Regions from separate parts of the Anas platyrhynchos genome. Here region 2 is linked to region 1. Evidence: chromatin contacts called from public Hi-C data. All regions are on one chromosome and are shown on one strand. The core of a region is the stretch at or near the end of the contact, and the rest is flanking DNA. Distances in the headings are between cores, read along the strand shown.

Evidence for each region. A called contact is a pair of places that touch in the nucleus more often than the background predicts.
Region 2: a contact with region 1 is called in a Hi-C map of F1 follicle, with 2.3 times the contacts expected there. The contact joins the promoter of AXIN1 here to the enhancer-like site in region 1. A contact is called at or near these places in 4 of 8 Hi-C or Micro-C datasets (F1 follicle, liver, skeletal muscle and 1 more).

Annotation. Positions count from the first base shown.
Region 1 is chr15:9,049,908-9,055,207 of IASCAAS_PekinDuck_T2T, reverse strand. It overlaps AXIN1 (axin 1), which reads left to right. Exons shown (of 9, transcript XM_038186939.2): 6 at 2,342-2,895. Among named protein-coding and RNA genes, the nearest start is that of PDIA2, 19 kb to the right of the region's middle. Within about 2 kb of position 2,132, at least 3 of the 8 cell types and tissues checked have an H3K27ac peak or open chromatin away from gene starts, as enhancers often do. A contact at or near this core is called in F1 follicle, where this site is marked.
Region 2 is chr15:9,114,995-9,120,294 of IASCAAS_PekinDuck_T2T, reverse strand. It overlaps AXIN1 (axin 1), which reads left to right and starts at 2,639. Exons shown (of 9, transcript XM_038186939.2): 1 at 2,639-2,914; 2 at 4,816-5,300. The coding sequence starts at 4,910.

The DNA.
Region 1 (5,300 bases), core at 883-3,382:
GTGCTGGGGTCAGGAAGCCAGCTGCCCACCAGAGCTCACCAGCACACCACCAACCCAAACAGCACTTGCTCCTGGCAGAGGACCTGCTTAGGGTCCAGATCTGCTCATAGAATCACAGTCATTAAGGTTGGGAAAGATCTCCAAGATCATCTGGTCCAACCATCCCCCTACCACCACTGTCACCCACTAAACCACGTCCCCAAGCACCACGTCCAACCTCTCCTTGAACACCCCCGGGGACGGTGACTCCACCACCTACTGACCAACACCCCCAGATCCTTCTCCTTCCCTTAGCCCACCCTGATCTCAGTCTTGGAGCAAAACAAAGTACCAGATCCCAGTTATTTGCACAATTGAATTTCAGGTAGCCAGAAGATTTCCTAAATCCCAAGCACCCATTTGGCTAGGCAGTCCCAGGTTCACCCTGGGCACGTTTGTGCCTCCCTGCTGCGGTGTGACAGCACCGCCAGAGCAGAAAGCACGTGCTGCCATTCATCAGGGATCTGCCCCAGGGGCAGATCTTGCCTTGCAGATACCAGCTGCTGTTTAAACCTGAGAACTCTCCAGAATGTAGGTACCGGCCCTGAGAGCCTCCAAAGCGTTGAGTATGTCAGTGGGTCATCACAATTTAACCCAGCATTAAGGATTTAGGCAGTGCGTGCTCCATTTTTTCCTGTATCCAACCCAGCTGCCCAGGGAGGGCATTTGGCAGGCTGTAGCGTTGCCACTGGAGATGAAAGGTGCTTCCGAAGTTAGGAGCAATTTGTGAGCGACTGGTGTGTCCCCTCTGTGAGTGGGCATTGTGTCACACACTGAGTCACATCTCTGCAGAGTGGCTTGGTGTTAGGAGTCCCTGTGACAGCCGGGATCACTGTCATCCTGATCAGCCTTGTTCCAATGAGTTTGCACAACAGCCTCTTTCTGGTTCTTGCAAAAGAATGAGGGTGTTATGAATAGATCTTTTGGATCCCTTGAAGTCAGTTTGCATTGCAGCGAGGCAGGGAAATCAGAGGGGCCGTGGCCACAAAAGAGGGTGAAGGGAAAGGCACCTCAGCAGGGCAGCACAGGAGCTGGGAGGAGAAGCCCAGGCTGGCAGAGGGCTGCAAGTGTCCACGTCGTCTGCACTTTGGAAGCCCAGCATCGGCCCTGGTTCAGTTTGGAACCCCCAGGTGTGCCACTGGAGGAAGTCTGTTATTTGCTTTCTTGCTCTGTGGTTGGCAGCTGAGACTTTGAAGCTGGTTAGCAAGTGATGGATGATAACAACTGACAGGCAAAGCTGATGGGAGGCAGTGTTTTCTAGCAGATGCATTTATCTGGCAGGGCAGATATTCCCCGTGCTGCAAACGTGCCAAAGGAGGAAGAGAGAGCGGGATTAAAGGACTTGCTGGAATCCTACTTATGTGATTAAAAAAAATAGGCATCCTGTTTTCCAATAAAGAAACTTCATAAACATCTGAGTTTATCTTGGAGCATAAAATAGTTTGTCAGCATCAAAATTGTGGCTGTTAGCATGGAGGAGTTTTATTCCTCCTGGCACAGACTAAAGAGGTGCTAACAACAGCGTGCCCTAGACTACTGGGAACCATAAGAGCAAGCAGTTAGTTACAGCCGGTGTCTTTATCTGCACGAAGCGTTTTGCTGGAGCATTAGCATGCCTGGGAGAAGGCGGTGTTTGATTTTCAAAACCGTTCAGGCTGCTGTTGACCTTCAGTTGTACGCTCCTGTTACAAGCCTGCTGTTTGCCTTGCTTTGTGGAACATTCGGGTGAGAAAACCCCCTGGTATCTCCTGACTTGAGAATGGTTTTGCTGCATGTCCTGTGACTTTGTGCTTCATCTGCTGACCTTTGAAGCAGTGCCTCACCGAAGGCCTGTAGGAAGCTGCAGGTACGCTGCGGTGAGCTGCGTTTCCGCTGCTGGTTGTTGCAGAACCATCTTCAAGGGACTTGGGGAGCTTTTTAGCAAACCTCTGCCCACGTATAAATCCGATCGAGTCGGTACACTTATAAGAAAGGCGCATCTGTAAATCCTGGCTTTGTGTCAGCAGATGCCTGGTCTCTTTGGGCCATGCGGTGCGGCAGCGGGGTGAGCCGGGATGGGGCAGGCTCAGGCTGCACACTAGGAAGCTTTCCACAGGAGGGCAGCGCAGCCAGGGACAGGTCTCCAAAGAGGGGAGGCATCTCCATCTGGAAGGCTTTCAAGACCCGGCTGGACAAAGCCAGGGCTCACCTGTCTGAGTGTTGGTGGCAGGCGTGCTGTGAGCGGGAGGTGGGACTAGAGACCTCCAGAAACCCCTTGTGCCAGCCTGCTGTCATTCTCTGATTGTCCTCTGGTTTCTTGCAGGAGGAAGAAGGTGAGGAAGCAGACATCTCTTCTGGTCCTTCAGTCATTAGCCACAAGATGCCTTCTGCCCAAACCTTTCATCACTTTGCTCCTCGTTACTCTGAGATGGGCTGTGCTGGGATGCAGATGAGAGATGCACATGAAGAAAACCCAGAAAGCATCCTCGATGAACACGTACAGCGTGTGATGAAAACACCAGGCTGTCAATCTCCAGGACCTGGCCGCCACTCTCCTAAGCCACGGTCTCCAGAAAGCGGCCACTTAGGAAAGCTGTCAGGGACACTAGGAACAATTCCTCCAGGGCATGGCAAACACACAACAAAATCAGGAATGAAACTGGATGCAGCTAACTTATACCACCATAAACATGTCTACCACCACATCCATCACCACAGCGTGATGAAACCAAAAGAGCAAATTGAGGCCGAGGCCACGCAGCGGGTGCAGAACAGCTTTGCTTGGAATGTAGATTCACATAACTATGCAACAAAGTCACGAAACTACACTGAAAACTTGGGCATGGCCTCTGTCCCCATGGACTCTTTAGGCTACAGGTGAGTCAGGGCAACACCCAGTGGGAGTCCCGGAGCTGGAGCTTCTCTAGGAGGCTCTTTCATAAATGGGCTCTAGCATGCCAGTGAAACAGGGTGGCTGAGCCATGTTTTCTTATGGGACATGGTTTGAGGGCTTCTCACTGCTCTTCCCCCTCAGAAATGAATGCTTCCTGATAACCCTTTTAAGCCCCTTTTCACCTCTGGGTCTGGTGCTAAAAGACATCCTCTAACCAGGATTTTTAATTGCCTTGGTTATAAAGTAGCTCTTCTGCTCCTTAAAGCAGCGGAGGTGCTGGTCGACTTAACCATGCACTGGGAGCTGATAAGTGTAGGGCTGTGTCTTAGGGCCTGGGCAACAGAAACCGGACTCTTAAGCTGTTTATGAGAGGACACAAAAGTACTCCTTTCTGCAAGGCATAATTTATTTACCAGAAGGGTTTATTTCTCTTCATATATAAGGGGTGGTTGCTCTGGTGCTGCTGTGGCCTGCTATCCCAGGGGGATGTTCTCTCAGGCAGGGCTGTGTCCATCTCTGCCCAGGAGAGATGTCACTGCCATGTGTGCTCTTGACAGTTTTTCCTTTGTTTGAATTAGAAACATGGATTGAGAGAATGCTTTGGGTTGGAAGGGACCTTAAAGATCACCTGTTTCCAGCCCCCTGCTACGGGACACTTCCCCCCAGCTCAGGCTGCCCAAATCCCACCCAGCCTGGCCTTGGGCGCTGCCTGGGATGGGGCACCCACAGCTCCTCAGGGCAGCCTGGGCCAGGGCCTCACTGTCCTCATAGGAAATAGGATTTCTTCCTCAGAGAATTTCTTCTGAACATACAATCTAAATCTATTCTCTTAAGATTTAAAACTGTTACCCTTGCCCTGTCATTTCAATCCCTGATAAAGGATGCCTCCCCATCGTTCCTGTAGGTCCCCTTTATATACTGAAAGGCCACAGGAAGGTCTCCCCAGAACCTTCCCTTCTCCGGGCTGAACACTCCCAGCTCCCTCAGCCTCTCTTCACAGCAGAGGAGCTCCAGCCCCCTGACCACCCTCATGGCCTCCTCGGGACCTGCTCCAGCAGATCCCCGTCCCTCCAGTGCTGGGGTCCCAGAGCTGAGCGCAGGGCTCCAGGTGGGGTCTCACGAGAGCGGAGCAGAGGGGAACAATCCCCTCCCTCACCCTGCTGACCGTACTGCTGTTATTGCAGGCTGGGGCACAAGTAGCTTTCTGGGCTGCCAGCACACATATTCAGCTCACATTCAGTTTTTCATCCGCCACCCAATTCCTCCATCTTCTGTCTGTGTGCTGAGAGGAGAGGACGAAGTTTATTCTCTGCAGCAGTGGGTTTTGCTAGTCCTGTTACTGAATTACTGTGAGGGCGAGGCTCAGGGCTACCTTGAATAATGAGTGGTGATGATAAACGTGGAGTAACTGTAGTTGAGAGCTTGGCTGGCTCCTTAAGATATGTTATTTTGGGGCAAGGCCTTGCAGTGTACTCGGGGTGGGATTTTAGTGAAGGCAGGCTGCCAGGTGGGTCTGCAATGTGTAGGAACAACCTTCTGGAGGAGGGATGAGGGAGGCAGAGCGTGGAGGCAGCTGAAGCAAACTGCTCTGTAGGCTGGCAGGGAGGGAGAGAGCCCTTACATCTTTCTGGGGGCTTGAAATGTGGCTGGGCTGCTTCAACAAAGCATACACGTGGCCATGCTGGGTTAATCCAAAGCCACATCGAGATACAAGGTCTTCTCTCTGGCACTGACTACAGTATACAGGGAAATGTAAGTGGGCACAGTCAGAGCTGTCCTTCTGGCACAAGCTCAGAGTTCCTGTCCCCAGGTTAGGAGTTTCATGAGAGTTTGCACCTGAACAGTCCTGTTTGGCTGCCAGTGCTCTCTTGCAGTGGCTTGGTTGATTCCTGAACACAGCTGGGCTGCTGGCCTCCCCAGTCTGCAGCGTGAGTACGAGCTGGTGAAAAAGGCTTTTTTTTTTGATTGCACTGAACCTGCTGCTGGTGAATTTTATATGATACCTGCTAGTCCTTGTGTGGTGAGAAGCTGAGAACAAATTCTCAGTTTGCTCTGACTTCACTGATTGTCAGCATCCCCCTGTCCATGTTGTTTCCTGAGCTAAAGAGTTTTTATCTGCACAGTCTCCACCTGCAGAAGACAATCCACATCTCTGATCACCTGCATGGTGTCAGTGCTCTGAGTCCCACAGTGGCCGTGTGGGGCATGCTGGCCAGACCCAAACACAGCAACATCTCCTGCTCGGTTCTCCAGTCATTTCCCACTAATTCTGGCCACCCTGCAGCACTGGGTTACTGTTTCCAAAGAACCCCTGCTGGGAATCCCATCTCACTTCTTCCCAGCAAGGCTGACTGGGGCCCTGTTACTCCTTTGTGGTGTTCTTTTACCT
Region 2 (5,300 bases), core at 1,390-3,889, 65 kb before region 1:
CTGCTGGGAGCCAGCTGGTGCAGGAGAAGCCTCCCGGCACTCCTCCTGCTGCCCTGGGCCCTGAGGAGCCGTAAGCAGCAGCAGCTACAGGGAAGGGTAGCAGCAGCTCCGTGGCAGCTCCGGTGGTTCAGCTGCACGCACCTCATTGCACCCAAACTCCTCATCCCACCCCCTTGCCTCTGGGTGTCCCTTCTGACAACTCTCACGGAGAAATCTGGCTTCAGTTTCTCATGTGAACTCTGTTCAGGCCATGAATTCTTGCTGGGCCTTTCTCTGAGAGACTGAAAGCTCTCTAATACCTGATAGTCTCTCACCCATGAATTTTAAGTGCTATAATCAAGGCATCTTTTGGGCTCCTTTGAAATAGCTGAACAGGCTGCATATCTCGGGCATCCCCCTGCAAAGTGACTTCTCTAGAGCTGGGGTCAGTTATAACTCTCCACCTTCTAATTTTTCAGCATCCTTTTCAAATGCAGATGCATGACCTAGGTGCCCTACACATCTGCTCTCACTTGTCCCTACACACCTAAACCCATGCACCTCCTTGCCATTCCCCTGTCCTCCAGCCAAGGCTGGCCTGTCTCCTCCTGCTGTAGCTTCCACACCGGTCCCAGCCAGGACTTTCCAGGGCCCTGCTGCTCCTATATTGCTCTTCCTTCCTCCTCAGCTCTTTTCCGAGGCAGCCCTCTGCAGAGCACAGGTTTCCATGAGAAGCGGTGCCCTGCACCCTGTGCCCCTCGGAGGCACCGTTCTGCAGCTGCCTACATTCAGCCACGTTTTATTTGCCCAGACTCAGCTTATGAAGCTTTCTACAGCTGTCTTGACCTCGTCCGTGTCTCCTGCCCCCCCCCGTTTCCCTGGCCCCTGCATTTTTCTCAGCAGGGCTTTTTAATCTATTTCTAGACCATTGATGAAAATGCTGAATAGCATTGGGCTTCACATCAAACCCTGCGGACACCCACTGAGAGTGCTCCCATTCTGCGAGGATTCCCCATTGATGGCTGTCGGTTTGCCAGCTCCCAGTCCCTTTAAGGTGTCCCTCTTGATGTTGTATTGTGCTAATTTTTAATCAGAATACTATATGGATTAAGTCACATGCCTGAACAGGGTCCAGGTCTATTATTTCTATGCCGTAACCTTTATCAGCCAAACTTGTAATCTCTTCAAAGGATGACATCAGAGTTTGACAAGAGCTATTTTCCAGAAACCAGGCTGATTGCATTAATTATATTCCCATCCTTTAATTCTTTACCAGCTGAATCCCACATCAGCTTTTCTATTATTATGCCTGAGATCAGTGTTGCACTGTTACATGCTCTGAGCATCATCCACATGAAAGCACAAGGACCTGCACCATTCTGCCAGGCTCTCCGCCAGGGAAGGGGAGTGCTGCTGCACTGGGGGTGAACTTTTGTGCGTTTTAGGAAGCTGAAAAACATGTCAGTTTCTGAGAGTGCACAACAAAACACAAACGCAAAAAAAAAAAAAATGTTGAACACACCGGTATGTGTGATAGGAGAATGCTAATTGAGTGAAAAATCAGAAACCAATCCCTACCAGAAAATTTTTGTCATTTTTGATTTTGAGAGGACTGCCTCGTGGCTCGTGTTGCTTGTTTATTTTCTGGGATCATACCTAGGGATCTGCCATGCTTGGGTCCAGGGCTCTGGCTATCCTCACCTTCCAGGGAAGAAACAGGCTTTGCATTTACCTGCAGGACTATTCTTGTTCAGTCTCTGCATATGCTAACCCCCTTCTTTTTGCACTGTCACCCAGCACTCCCAGACCCCATTACATCCCACATGCTGGGGCATTTCTGGCCAGAAGCTTCCTATCACCAGCCACCCCTGGGTAAGGCACGATCCCCTCAGGCCTTTCTCAAGAGGCTCCATGTTGTTTCACCCATTTCAGTCCGCGCAGTGCCACCTCTTGGCGAGTTGCCTTTTTCCTCTTTGCTGCAGAATTGCTCGGCTACACAGAGAAGGACACAGCTGCAGTTTGGACAACTGCTCGAGCTGTTTGTTAAGGCAAGAGCCGCTCATGGAGCATCCACACTGCTCCATCCCTCACCCCACAGCCGTGCGGTCTTTTTGAGGAGGTGCTCAGATAAATGCGTGCCAATCGGTCCCTGTGCGAGCAGAGGAGGCCTGTGGCACCACCGAGCTGGCTTCGAGGGTCACTTCGAGGGCTGAGGCCTTTTCCCAGCCTTTTTCCCCAGCTGTTGCTGTGCCGCAGAACCGGAGGTCTCCAAAGCAGGAGCCTCCCCCGGGCTGCATCGTGCCCAGGGCGTTCGGCTGCGCTCCTCTGGGCTTCTTCTGCCCAGAGCAAGCAGGAGGGGAAAAAAAAAGGAGAGAGGGAGGCAATTCCACACTGCGCTCCCACCTCGGGCTGCTCAGGTGCCGAACAAAGCAGCGGCTCGGGGCTGTGCCGGGGTCTCCACAGGGCCCCCGCGATCCCCGGGGCCGCCTCCCCGGGCCGGGCGAGCCCCGGCAGCCCCCGAGCCCCGCCGGGCCGGGCACCGGCACCCCGAGAGGAGGCCCCGGGGAGGCTGCGGGGGCTCGGGGCCGGGCCGGGGCCGCTCCTCCCCCGCGGCCGGGCCCCGCAGTACCGGGCGGGGGCGCGGGGGGCGCGGCTGAGCCGCTCTCTCCCCGGCGCTGCGAGGCAGCGGCGCAGGCGGAGCGGAGCGGTGCGGGGCTGGCTGCTCGCCGTGTCGCCGCCAGAGCCAGCGGCCGCGGCCATGGGCGTCCCGGGCCGCCCGCTTTGTGCCGCCGCCGCCTCCGCTTCCTCGGCCCGGGCGCCGCCGCCTCCTCCCCCCGCCGCTCCGGGCCGCTGCCGAAGCCGCCGCTGCCGCTGCTGAAGCCGCATGGGCCGGGCCCCGCGCCGCCGCCGCTGCCGCCGCCGCCGCACCGTGCGGGTGAGTGAGCGGGCGGGGAGGCGGCCCCGAGCCCAGGCCCTGCGCCGAGGCCGCGCCGGAGGCCGCCGCCGCCGTGCGGGCGGAGCGGGGCCGCGCCGGGAGCCGCCGAGCCGGGGCTAGGCCGCCCTCAGAGCGGGGGGCGGGCGCCCGGGGCGGCCCTTGCCGGGCCGGGCCGGGCCGCGGGGGCGGTGGGTCCGGTGGGGGCGCTTCTCGCCTCCCTCCCTTCTCCTCCTTTCCTCGGCTCTCGCCCCCCCGGTGCTGCTGGGGGCCGTGACAGCGCCCGGGCTGCGAGCGGCTTCCCGGGGAGCCCTGGGCGGCGTGCGGGGCAACTCGCAGCGGGCCGGGAGGCGGCGGCGGCTCCGGGAGGTCGCCACGAGCTGAGGGGGGGGACCCGAGCCCAGCCCAGCCGAGCCGCGGAGCTGCCCGGGACCGGCGGCTCGGGGCCACGCTGGGGCAGCCCCGGGGGGCTCCGGTGCCCGCTGTGGTGGGCGCAGGTTGGGCACGAGGCCTCCGGGCCTCGCGGCTCCCCTCGCCCCTTGCCGGGGGTGCTCGCGGCTCGCAGGTCGGTGGGGAGGGAGGACCTGGAGCCTCGGCGGTGGCTTTGGGTTGAGAGGAACAGAGGGAGGAAAAAAAAAAAATAAAGGCAGAGCATCCAAAAGATGTGTTCATCTGGGCGCGGCGAGCGCGGGGAGGCGGGCTGCGATGGGGTGCGTGTTCCCTGCGCTGTTTTCGTGTGCGGTGGAGTTCATCCAGCACAAGGAGCGGTTTGGCAGGCGGCTGGGGCTGCAGGGGTTGCAGGGCCTTGGGGCGGGTGGTGCTCTGTGAAACAAGACTTTGGCTACTTTCAGGAACAGAGCGGCTCCGTCGGGATGGGCCTTCAGAGAGCACCTGGTGCAGCTGGTCTGAAACGCCTCTCACCTTGTCTGGGGGTGAAGGCAGCAGCCCGGGGTCTGTCCTTCTCCCCCCACGCCTCCCATCCTCCATGTTGCCTCACAGCCCTGTTCTTAAAACGCTGTGTGCGAGCCGATTGCCGTCTTCGGGTGATTCTCTCCTCCTTTGATGACCTGAAATTTTCCCAGGCTCACAGCGTGCAGTGCTGTTAGCTTAAATGAACCTTTGCTAAATGGCCTCTGTCTATGAAAAACGGTGCCAGACCTGAAGTCCTGTACTGACATGCCCATTGGAAGCAAGAATGTTGTTCGCATGCCCAAAATATTGGGGTCAGTGATGCGTTTGGATTCCCCTGGAGCGAGATGAGGCGATGCAGTGCGTTTCTCCAACGCAGAGAGGAATGTCGCGGTGGTATGCCACTGGGGTGTACAAAAGCCACCTGTGTTTGGTTAAGGTGTGATCTCAGCTTTGGTACATACTGGGTGTTCTTTCAGGATATTTTTTCCCAAGCCTTAATGTAAAATCCTCTTTAGGGATGAGAATTTCCTAGGCTGGTATCCAGGTAAAAACACACTGCCTTGATGTGCCCTGGGACACGTGCTGTCCAGGTGGGCTTTGCAGAGAAGTTGATCCCAGTGCAGAAGCTGCCGTGTGCCTGTCCTGTGGGCTGTTACCGCTTGGCACCTGAGTGTAAATCTCTTGGACCCAGTGAATGCCAGATCCCAGGTCCTGAAGAAACACCTATAATGTGAAACTGGTGGCTGTTACTGTAGCACCAGTGCTATCAGTTGGGGCAGATGCTAGATACAGTTTTGGAATATTCTGTCATTTTTGGAGGAAGGAAGAGGGTACCTGTTTCATCCTGATCCCTGAAATTGCTGAGAGCTTTGTCATTGATTCTGATGAGAAGGGGGATTCGGTACAGTAATCATGCAGAGCAGTATCAGCGCCTTGTAATCTTAGAGTGTTTGTTTGCAGTGCTTAACATATTTCTTTCTCATCTGTTTCAGCAGAACAAACTCGTTCACAGTGGAACTACAGATATCGGTGATCTGAGGTCTCAGCTCTTCCCCCTTTGTTCCTGTGTGAGCAAACGCCAGAAAAATGAATATCCAGGGGAAAGGCTTCCCTCTGGACCTTGGAGGAAGCTTCACTGAAGATGCTCCAAGGCCGCCGGTTCCTGGTGAGGAGGGTGAACTCGTGTCCACAGATCCAAGGCCAGTTAGCCACGGTTTTTACTCTAGCAAAAGTGATGTTGTTAGAAATGAGACGTCCACCGCAACGCCGAGGCGCTCTGATTTGGATTTGGGATATGAGCCCGAGGGGAGTGCTTCGCCAACTCCACCCTACCTGAAGTGGGCTGAGTCGCTGCACTCCTTGCTCGATGATCAAGATGGTATCAACCTCTTCAGGACTTTCCTGAAACAGGAGGACTGTGCGGATCTGCTGGACTTCTGGTTTGCCTGCAGTGGCTTCAGGAAGCTGGAGCCGTGCG